Linked DNA regions of Pan troglodytes: region 1 is linked to region 2. A link is a contact called in public HiChIP or PLAC-seq data. All regions are on one chromosome and are shown on one strand. The core of a region is the stretch at or near the end of the contact, and the rest is flanking DNA. Distances in the headings are between cores, read along the strand shown. Region 1 holds the start of IER5L (immediate early response 5 like). Region 2 holds the start of LOC101059273.

Region 1 (5,057 bases), core at 290-2,789, 310 kb before region 2:
TCGCCCCCAGCTCAGCCCCGAGTGGCCCGGCGCCCGCTCGTTCCCTCCTCTCGCCCCTTTGCCGAGTCTTTGTCTGGCCCCAGCCCCGCGGGGCCCCGGGTCCCTGTGCCCTCGGGGGTCCCTAGAAGGCGACAATGGCTCGAGTCCAGGCGCCGAGGCTGGCGAGCGCCTGCTTGGCGCACAGCTGCCCGTTGAGCGGCGGCGGCTGCTCCGAGGAGTCCGGCTGTCGGCTCACCAGCCCCGAGAAGCCGGAGCCAAAGATGGAGATCAAGTTTGAGATGTTGGACGCGTCCGGGGACGAGTCCGGGCAGAAGTCCTCGAAGCGGGCGCGCTTGCAGGGGGCGAACGGGGCGCCCCCGGGGGGCTCGGCCCCCAGCTCGCCCGCGTCCTCCTCGTCGTCTTCCTCCTCCTCCTGGCCAGGGTAATACTTGCGCTTGCAGCCGGCGGCGGACGCCAGGCCCGGTCCCGGAGCGCCCTGGCCACAGCAGGGGCAGTGGGCGGAGGCGCAGCAGTCCTGGTGCAAGTAGCCGTTCTCCACCGTGGTCACCACGTGAGTGTCTAGGTCCAGCACGGTGGTCTGGCTGCTGCAGTGCAAGCCGAAGTCCGAGGGGGTAGGGTATGCGCCCCGGTAGAAGCCGGGGGAGGAGGCGGGGGCCGGGGAGGCGGGCGGAGAAGCGGCGGCGGCCGGAGGGGCGGCCCCTGGGGGCGCGGAGGGCGCGGAGCAGGCGGCCGGGGCGCGAGGGTCCCGCGGGCAGAGCGCAGCGGGCGCGGGCGGCGGCAGCGGCAGCGGCGCAGGACCCGGCTGCAGAGGCTCCAAGGGCTGCCCGCGGTGGGGCGCGCCGTGCGGCGGCTGGAGCGCGGCGCACCCGGGCAGCTCCGAGAGCGCCCCCGCGCCGCCCGCGGGCGCTCCGGCCGCCGCCGCCGCCGCGCAGCCCCTGGGCGCCGGGTGCTGGTGCTGGTGCAGCTGCTGCTGGAGGTGCAGCTGGTGGAGCTGGTGCAGCTGGTGCCGGGCGGCCGGCTCGCGCGCCTCCGCGTCCCCGCCGCCGCCAAGTTGGAGCGGGCCGAAGTCGGCCGCGCTGGCCGGCATGCCCGGCGCCGCGTACGCTAGGTGCTGGTGCTGGTGGTGGGGCGGCTGCTGCTGTTGCTGCTGCTGCTGGCGCCGGTAGAGCTCGGCGTAGCGCTCGCTCAGGTAGAGCTGGCGCGCGTTGCGGAGCACGTAGGACACCAGGAGGTTCTTGTGCAGCTTGATGCCGCCGCGCTGGGTTCGGGAGCTGTGGATCTTGCGCAGGGAGATGCTGATCAGGCTCTGGGCGTCCAGGGCGCACTCCATGCTCCCGCGGAGACGGCGGCGGAGCAGCCGCCGCTGCTGCTGCTGTTAACGCTTCTGCTGTTTCTGCCTCCAGCCGGCCGCCGGGGCGCGCCGGGCAGGGGTAACGGAGTCCGGGTCAGAGGTTCGGCTGCGCTCCGAAAGGAGCCGCCACCATGCGCCGCGCGCCACCCGCGGGCTCGCGCTCCCCAGACGGCGCCAAAGCAATGAGTCTCGGCCGGCCCCGGCCCCAGCTATTTAGCCGGGTGCCCCGGCCCCGCCCCACATGAGAAGAGCCAATAGGAGCTCTGAGAGTCTCCTGAGTGACAGGCGCAGCCCGCCCCGGGGCTACTCGGCTGGCCAATCAGACCAAGGCGGTTCCTTTGTGCTATTCAAATACCGAACGGACCCCCGGCCTCCAACGCCGCTGCTGCCTCGAATGTTCTCCTGGGGCTGCCGCGCCGCGCGGGACTCGGAGCCTCCGGGGCCGCAGTCTGCAGCATAGGTCGCCTGGCAGCGGCCACGTTGAAGCCCGCGGCTGCCCTCGCCTTAGGTCCCGGGAGCCGGGGGTCGGCTCACCTGAGTGCTGCGGCGACGGCTCCTCCCCTTGCCGCACGGCTGGGCCTCACCTGCGGCAGGTGCGCGCCGCTCATCGCTTCCCCGGCCGCGCGGCGCCTCCACCTGCGCACCTGTCGCCCCCCCGAGTGACCCGCGGGAGTCAAGGCCTCTCTACAGGAGGCTGGTGGAGCCGCCGGCTTGACACTGGGGAACATCAAAGGAGCGAGGTTTTGGGGGTACCCTCTACCGCAGAGAATGTAGGGCCTGACTCCTTGACTTTTTGGTCGCGGGGCCTCTGGGAATGCTTGCGGAAGGGAAGTCCTCCCCATTTGTCTGACAGGAAAAACCAAAACATCGTGAATTTTGACCTTCTCTGATGGAGAGAGTTCCGAGGCCAGGCATGACCCAGGGAGTGTGTGGACCTCGCGACCAGCTGAGGCTCAAAGGCGTCCTGAGAGCCGAAACGCTGAGTGCCCTAATCACCAGCTCTGTAACCTTTCCTTTCGTGCCTAACTAATAATAATGACAATAGGGACTATTATTATGGGCCTAATATGGGGCAGGCCCTTCCCAGCAACTCCCCAATGCCTCACTCTAACGTTTGTAGAGGAGGGGCCTGAGGCTCGGAGGAGTGGAGTGACTTGGGGAACCACACAGTTCCCAGGGGGCGGAGCTAGGAGCTGGGACAGGACCCTGCGCTCCAGACGGGAGGTGAATACCAAAGGCCCGGGGACTCACCGACTTAACTTCTGTTGACACAGCTTTCCTTCTTATCCTGAACCCTTCAGGTCCCAGCTGGGGACTGAGACAGTGGGAGAAGAGAGGGACAGGATTGCTGATTCCTGGGGGCGCTCTATCTGGACCAAGAGGCCTGAAGGGGGCTGGTTGCTGCTCCCAGGGGTTTCAAAGGTGCCTGGGGTGGGGGCTGCCCAGACAGCTCTGGAGGCTCTTGGAAATGGTCTGGAGGTTGGCCTGAGGAGGGTCCATGAGTGGATCCCTGAAGGATGAACGAGGTCTGCAGAGTCTCCCAGAGATAGGTGGACCTTGTGGGGCTGGACTCAGGGGAGGCCCATGACCAGACGTCCTGCTGCTTCACCGCCTCCTCAGGGGATCTTCTGAGTCTCTGCTTTTTGGGGCTTCCTTCTGAGTTCTCAGCACCTACTTCATCCCTTGGCGGGAGTGGAGAGACCCACTAGCCCACCCTGTGGTCTCTGGGTCTTTCTTTAGTCTTAAGAATTTCCAAGATTTCTGCAAAAGTTTCTTAGCATCTACTCCATGCCAGGCGTTGAGAGTGAAGACAGAGTTAGCGGGTGTTTACTTCATTTTTCCGATGAGGAAACTCGGACACTGACAGCGTGAGACTTGCCCAAGATCACATGGCCCCAGGGCTGGTGCTGTGTCCTTTCCCTTGGCCCCCTCGAACAGTCTCAAACGGTTTGGGCCCCTGTGACCAACAGCACCTCTCCAGGCCTCCTCCCAGAGAAGCCAGGATTGAAATTTCAGGGGACTTCAGATAAAGGATGTCCTACCTACATTTTATTGGTGATACAGACCTACAGGCTGTGGAACTTGCTCAGGTGATAACACGTAGAAGTAAAAATACACTGCCCTTCACTTCCCTGGTGCCTGTCTTAAAGGCACACAAAGACTTTATTTATGGCCGGGCGCGGTGGCTCACGCCTGTAATCCCAGCACTTTGGGAGGCCGAGGCGGACAGATCACGAGGTCAGGAGATCAAGACCTTCCTGGCTAACACAGTGAAACCCTGTCTCTACTAAAAATTACAAAAAATTAGCTGGGCGTGGTGGCGGGTGCTTGTAGTCCCAGCTATTTGGGAGGCTGGGACAGGAGAATGGTGTGAACCCGGGAGGCGGAGCTTGCAGTGAGCCCAGATGGCGCCACTGCACTCCAACCTGGGCAACAGAGCGAGACTCCGTCTCAAAAAAAAAAAAAAAAAAAGACTTTATTTATTTATGTTTGAAGTTCACCTTTGAGACATCACTAGCATGCAGAGGGATCTGGGAGCTCTTACCGGCTTTACAGCTGTGAGGACTCCGTATGCAACAGTGAAGTCTGGGATCCACAGTGTCTGGCACACTGCAAGCCCACAGCTCCAGAAAATATTATCAGCACTGATTTTGGGTCTTCTTTCTGTCATGGCCCAGTGTTTATTGGGGGAAACTAAGAGTTTACGCACCTTGCTTGAGGTCACATACCAGCAAGGGGTGGAGTCAGGATCTGAGCCCAAACCCATCTGTTTCCAGGGTGGGAGTTCACCAGAGGTTCCTCCAAATCAGCTTCCGCTGTCAGTGGAGCCAAGGCCAGTTATCAGGGCCCAGCTCTTGGTGAATATGATCTTGGTTTGATCGACCCCCACCACTTTACTGCCAAGTACTGTGGGACCAGGGCCCATAAGGAAGCAAATGTCAGTCTCAGCCTCAGCCCCTCATTCAGAGCTGTACCCCAGAACATGAATCTGGGGGCCCAGATGGGGAAACAGGGCAGGGATGGAGGTGGATTTCCACCTACAGGTTGGGGGCAGAAGGACCAGGCCCCTCACATGGGCAGCTCCTCGTGGCACCTCCTAGTCCCCCACAAGGTGAGTTTGGGGATCTTTGAAGTTCCTTTCATTCACTGGGGCCAGCTGAGAAGTGGTCAGCCTCTTCTGGGTGGCCCCATCCTCTGGGTCTGTTGGGGGCCCACACTCTGTCTCTCCTCTTTCTCAAGAACTGAGAAGTGGGCTAATGGGGAGGGCTCAGCAGTTGTGCAGCTTCATAAAAACCCTTGGTCTTTTTTGAGGTGGACTGGGAAGGGGAGGCACCACAGCTGTTGTCAGGAAAACCTTGCTGAAGGAGGCAATGGAACAGCTGAACTATTTGGTGCCCGGGGGAGCGGTGTGGCTTGGGGGGCACATAGTAGGAATTCACAAACGTTTATAGAATGGGTGGTTTGCATGCCAGGCTTCTGCTGGGATGCATAAAGGTTCAGGGCAGCGAGTGTGTGCATGTGTGTGAGAATGTATGTGCACACGTGTCAGGAGAAGGTACCCTCAGATCTGCACCCCACGAAGGGGAATAGGCCCAAACGAGACAAGGATGAAGGGCTGGCCTTATTTCTCTGTACACCTGAGAAAGGTTGGGGATCTCACCTTTCCCCCTGGAGCTGGGGAGGTTACATCTGGCACTGAGTCACT
Region 2 (5,232 bases), core at 481-2,980:
TCACCCCAGTGAGGACACTGCACAATTCCCCAGGAGGCATCACAGTGGGGCCGTTAAACCCAGGGACTTGGGATTCAGACACTTCTGGGCTCCAGTCCACCCCTCATTGGCTGGACCAGTTGCCTCAGTTTCCCTGTGTGCACGGGGGACGGCCAGGACCACGTGCTGCACAGGTTTGCTGGGAAGGCCATATGAGAGGTGCCGGCTCAGCACATCCTGTCTGCCATTGTTACAAACAACAGCACGGGAGAGTCGGGGAGCAGAGTCGGCCAAACGCAAGACCCTGGGCTCTGGCTTCCCTGTGCTACTGACCTATGGGGTGGCTTTGGACAAGGCCCAGCCTTTCTCCAGGCCTTAGTTTCCCCATTTGTACAGTCAGGCCCTGCTAACTTGGACAGACTTTGGCCCTTCTCCAAGCCCCACAGAGACATCAGAGACATGTGCACACACGGCCCTGGGATTGCCGACAGACACACAGGCACACATAGGCACGTACACACAGGCATAAAGACACAGGCACAGACTCACACTCGGCCCCTCCCCACTCACACTCGCTCACACTCATGCTCACACTCACACCAACCCCCCTCCCCCAAATCTGCTGCGCACCAACGGTTGGTGCGAGCGGGGTTGGGAACGGGAGGAAAAAAGCCCACGACTCAGCCCGGGAAGAGGGGTGCGGTGGGGGAAGGGCGGGCGAGGGAAATGACAGCCCGCGGTCCCCCTCGAGTCCCGGCTCATGAATATTAATACCGCGGTAATTAAAATGCAGGGACGCAGCAGGATGGATGCGGCTGCCTCCGGAGCGCGGGGGAGCGCGGAGTCTTTGCAGGCGGGTGAAGCCCGCTCCTCGCCGGCGAAAAGCGGGGCCGGGCTCCCGGGCCTGGGTCCGGGGCGGGCGGGAGTGGGGACATTTTTCGTGGTCCCGAGCGTCCCGTCCCGGCGTCCCCGCCCCCGCCCCCGCCCCGCGGCCGCCTCTCCACCCCCTGCCCCGGGCCGCCCGCCAGGCCGCCGTTTCCCGGAGCCGGCCCCCTCCCGCCCTCGCGGCCGGCTGATGTCATCTGCACACAACTTTCCGCTTCCCGGCCCGTCTCGGGGCCCTGAGTCATCGCCGCCCCCGGCCCCGACGCTGGCCTGCGGCATCTGTTTGTGCAGAGCGAGGCCCCGCCGGCCGGGCTTGACGTCAGGCTGGCAGGGCCTGGAACGGCCCTGCGTCGCGGCCCCCTGGGGGCAAGACGACACCGCTGGGGGCCGAGGGCAGGGCACGCCTTCGGAATCCGGCTTCGAAGCCGGCCGCCTGACCTGGGGCAAGTGCTTTCAACTCTCTGAACTTCGGTTTCCTCATCTGCCAGTTGGCAGACGCTCAGCAAATCTTCCTAGACTCACGGGGCGAATTGTACAGTTGGGTAAATCGAGGCCCAGAGATGGCAAAAGGACCGTCCAAGGTCGTACAGCCACCCGGAATTACAATTCCTTTCTGCCGGGTCACACGCTGTCATCCACGTGTTACCTAAGAGAGCTTCCAGCCTGTGCTAAGAAAACTGCCCCACATCATCTGCAGTAGGACGGGGGAGTTGGAGCCCTGGTCAGGCCACTCTGCTACTGACCACAGTTTTCTCATCTCTAAAAAGGCGCAGTAACAATATAATTACCGTATGCAGTCCCCCAGGATACAGGGTCAAAGGAGAGCACAACCATCTCAGTTGGAAGCCCATGGGGCAGGTGAGTCACTGTTGTCACTACTGGGGTCAATTTTTTTTTTTTTTTCTTTTTGAGACGGAGTCTCGCTCTTTCCCCAGGCTGGAGTGCAGTGGCGCGATCTCGGCTCACTGCAAGCTCCGCCTACCGGGTTCACGCCATTCTCCTGCCTCAGCCTCCCGAGTAGCTGGGACTACAGGCACCCGCAGCCACACCCGGCTAATTATTTGTATTTTCAGTAGGGACGGGGTTTCACCGTGTTAGCCAGAATGGTCTCATCTCCTGACCTCATGATCCACCCGCCTCGGCCTCCCAAAGTGCTGGGATTACAGGCGTGAGCCACCGCGCCTGGCTACTGGGGTCACTATTGAAGTTGGCTAATGTCACTGTTGAAGTCAAGTGAGAGGGCCCTCTTGGAGCCAGACCACCTAGGTTCAAATTCTGGCTCCTGCTTCCGGCTCCTTTCCTCTGTCCCCCTTCTCCCCTCGGTGCCCTCCAACCAGTGGGCCTGGGAAAATGTGTTCATGCTGGAAATGCCTGCCCAGCCCTTGCCCAGTCACACAGAGCAAGTGCCCCAGAAATGTCCTGAACCTCAGTTTACTGAGGGGAAACTAAGAACCTTCTGGCTACAGCTCTTGGGCTGAGCAGGGATTAGGCTCGCGTCTGCGATCCCAGGCCCTGCGGCCTCCCAGAGGCTTGGTTGAGAGCTCTGGCTCTCACTCCCCCACCTCCACCCAGCACCTGCCCCGGTCCAGGCTCACCCCCTACCCCTCCACCTGGTCAGTGGTGGCTCGGCCTCCTCTCAGCCCCTCCACCCCTCCTGGCTGTACACACCCTCAAGCTAATGGAACTCAAACTGGTGGAGGAAGGCCTGCCCTGTCCCTCCCAGCCCCTGCCTCTCCCTCCCTACTCCCAGCCTCACTGGACCACTTTCAAGTCCTCCAGTGCTCCAGGCTCCATCTTCATGCCTCCAGGCCTTTGCACGTGCTGGTCCCTCTCCCATTTTCCTGGTTAACTCCTCCACCTCCATCCGAGTTAGGATCTTCCCCTGGAGAGTGTCCCAGTTAGCACCACCCCACAACACACACACACACCGACATACACTCCCCACATCACAGGGACCACATCCCACACAGGCACAGACACACTGCATGACACAGATCACAGGCACAAAGGTGCATGCCCTAGCGTGCATGCGTGCACACATACACACTCCCACTCCATATGCCAATACACTTATCCCCCCACTCCCACATCACACAGACGGTTCCACACACTCCTCACACGCTCTGGCCACACAGTAAACACACACAGACCATAGAGCTCATGTCTAGGCTGCCCTGGTGCCCTCCTCTGGGCTCGTGCCCCCAGCCTCAGCATTTACCCCCCATTGAGGGCAGGGACCCATCCAGCTCCGTTTTCCTCCATTTCAGCTCAGGGCCCTGCACCAAGTCTCTCCCAGTTATTGCTTGGACCCGGACTCTTCCCACAGTCACCACTGTCACAGTCCCACCTCCTTCAAGGTCTCAAACACCCCTCCCCTGTTTCTGGCAGGAGCCGTCCTCACTCCCTCTGTTGCCTCTCCAGACCCAGACTTCACCCTCAGGTCACCCTCACCTGGACTTTGGGGTGCCCCACACCCCGCCCCAGGCCCTGGCCTCTGGAATATTTGGAAACTTGAACTGGGCCAGAGGCTTAAGCTCACATCTGTCTGGAGCCTCAACTTTCTCCTCTGTAAAATGGGCTAACACTGAAAGAACCTTGCAGAATCTCAGCAACGTCACAGTGGACATTGTTAGCACAGCCAGCGGGCTCCTGCTGGGCTGAGTTTGTGGGTAATCCAAGCCTCGGCAGGTACAGTTCCTCCCTCAGGTGAGTGTTCCACCCCCAAGTGAGCATCCTGCTGCCCTTCCTGCAAATCAGGCCCCTGGGACACTTAGTGCTGAGCCTTGGGGGTGGGGTATTTGATCGGGGTTCCTGACAAGTGGCTGGGTTGTCTGTTCCCTCTCTTCAGAGGGAGCCTCCATGGGTGGCCTGGGCTCACATCGGCTCCTCCAGTCCAGCAGAGCACCCCCCTGGCTGCCCAGCTTGTTGAGAGAACTTGCTGAGCAGGACAGTGAGCCCTTCCTGGTGGGGAACCGGAATCAGGAGAAGACAGAGGGGAGGTGGCAGGCCCCAGGATGGAGGGAGGGCAGCTGAGCTGCCTGCCCTCATCCTCCCTGCCCTTCAGGTATTAGGGCCCTTCCCATGGCCCAGTAGGAACCCAGCGGCTCACCTGAGCCCGGACTAAGGATGGGGCATTTTACCCCATATGCAGAGATGAGAAACAGAGGCCCAAGGAGGGAAGGGACTGAACACAGGGTGGAACAGCCCTGGGCTGCGCCTGTGTTTCCATCCGCCTTCCTCCTGCCTGTGCTCGAGTCACGTGCTGGTGTGCAGGGAACAGGAAGACAGCCGCTGCCCTCACAGGCTCAGGGTCTAGCAGAGTCCACAGTGACCACAGGCGAATAAACAAAGGCAGTGAGACAGAGGTGGGCAAGGAGAGGTGCTGGGATGGGGAGCAAGGGGGTACCCATGCTCATGGGTATGAACACATGGACCCATATAACCATATGTATGTCCCAGAGTTTCTTCCAGAACTTTTTTTTTTTTTTCAAGACAGAGTCTTGTTCTGTAGCCCAAGCTGGAGTGCAGTGGCACGATCTCGGCTCATCGCAACCTCCACCTCCTCGGTTCAAGCGATTCTCCTGCCTAAGCCTCCCGAGTAGCTGGGATTACAGGCGCCCTCCACCATGCCCGGCTAATTTTTGTATTTTTAGTAGAGACAGGGTTTCACCATGTTGGCCAGGCTGGTGTCGAACTCCCGACCTCAGGTGATCCGCCCGCCTCGGCCTCCCACAGTGCTGAGATTACAGGGGTGAGCCACTGCACCTGACCCCTTCTAGAACTTCTCTATCAGTTCACTCTCACATCTACACTGAACACCTTTGCCCAAGGCTGGGGGCAGAGTGGTTAAAAGCCAAATCTAGACTCCTTCTTGCTGTGTGACCTCGGCCAGGTCACTGTCCCCCACTGTGCCTCCCCATCATGTCCTCCTCTAAAAAATGGATGCATAGCCCTCAGGGCTGTTGTTGAAGGGTCCCTGAGATGACTGTGGAGCTCTTGGTGTGGGGACCCAAGCTCAACCCTGCCCCAAGTACTTGGCCCCCCTAAACTTCTAGCCTCCGGTCTCTGCCTGAACCCCAGCACCTGGCAGTTCAGCTCAGTTCATTTACGTAGCCCAGCCTGGGTTCCTGTGAGATGAAGGCCGGTCACGATGACAAGACTGCTGGGGACGACTGGGTCCCTGGCCAGGTACTCAGGTCTACAGCCTAACACACGGTGAGCTGTTTCCCAGCCACCCAACTCTTGGGCATCCCTGCAGGACCTCCACGGGGAGTCCTTGGCTCCCTGAAGGATGGATCATCAGAGGAGCTGCCAGGCTGCCAGAGCAGGAAGGGACCTCAGGGATCACCACTGTGGCCAACCCCCAAC

What was found. HiChIP or PLAC-seq counts read pairs in DNA pulled down with a chosen protein or histone mark.
Region 1: an H3K4me3 HiChIP or PLAC-seq map of stem cell-derived excitatory neurons shows a contact between it and region 2, with 13 times the contacts expected there. The contact joins the promoter of IER5L here to the promoter of LOC101059273 in region 2. A contact is called at or near these places in 4 of 7 Hi-C or Micro-C datasets (blood, induced pluripotent stem cells and stem cell-derived neural progenitor cells) and 1 of 1 datasets of contacts at active chromatin or transcription factors (stem cell-derived excitatory neurons).

The regions. Positions count from the first base shown.
Region 1 is chr11:9,277,749-9,282,805 of NHGRI_mPanTro3-v2.0_pri, reverse strand. IER5L (immediate early response 5 like) reads right to left here and starts at 1,539. Exons shown (of 1, transcript XM_016946388.3): 1 at 1-1,539. The coding sequence starts at 1,330. The coding sequence ends at 122.
Region 2 is chr11:8,963,612-8,968,843 of NHGRI_mPanTro3-v2.0_pri, reverse strand. It overlaps LOC101059273, which reads left to right and starts at 1,730. Exons shown (of 4, transcript XM_054658453.1): 1 at 1,730-5,232. The coding sequence starts at 2,923. The coding sequence ends at 3,525.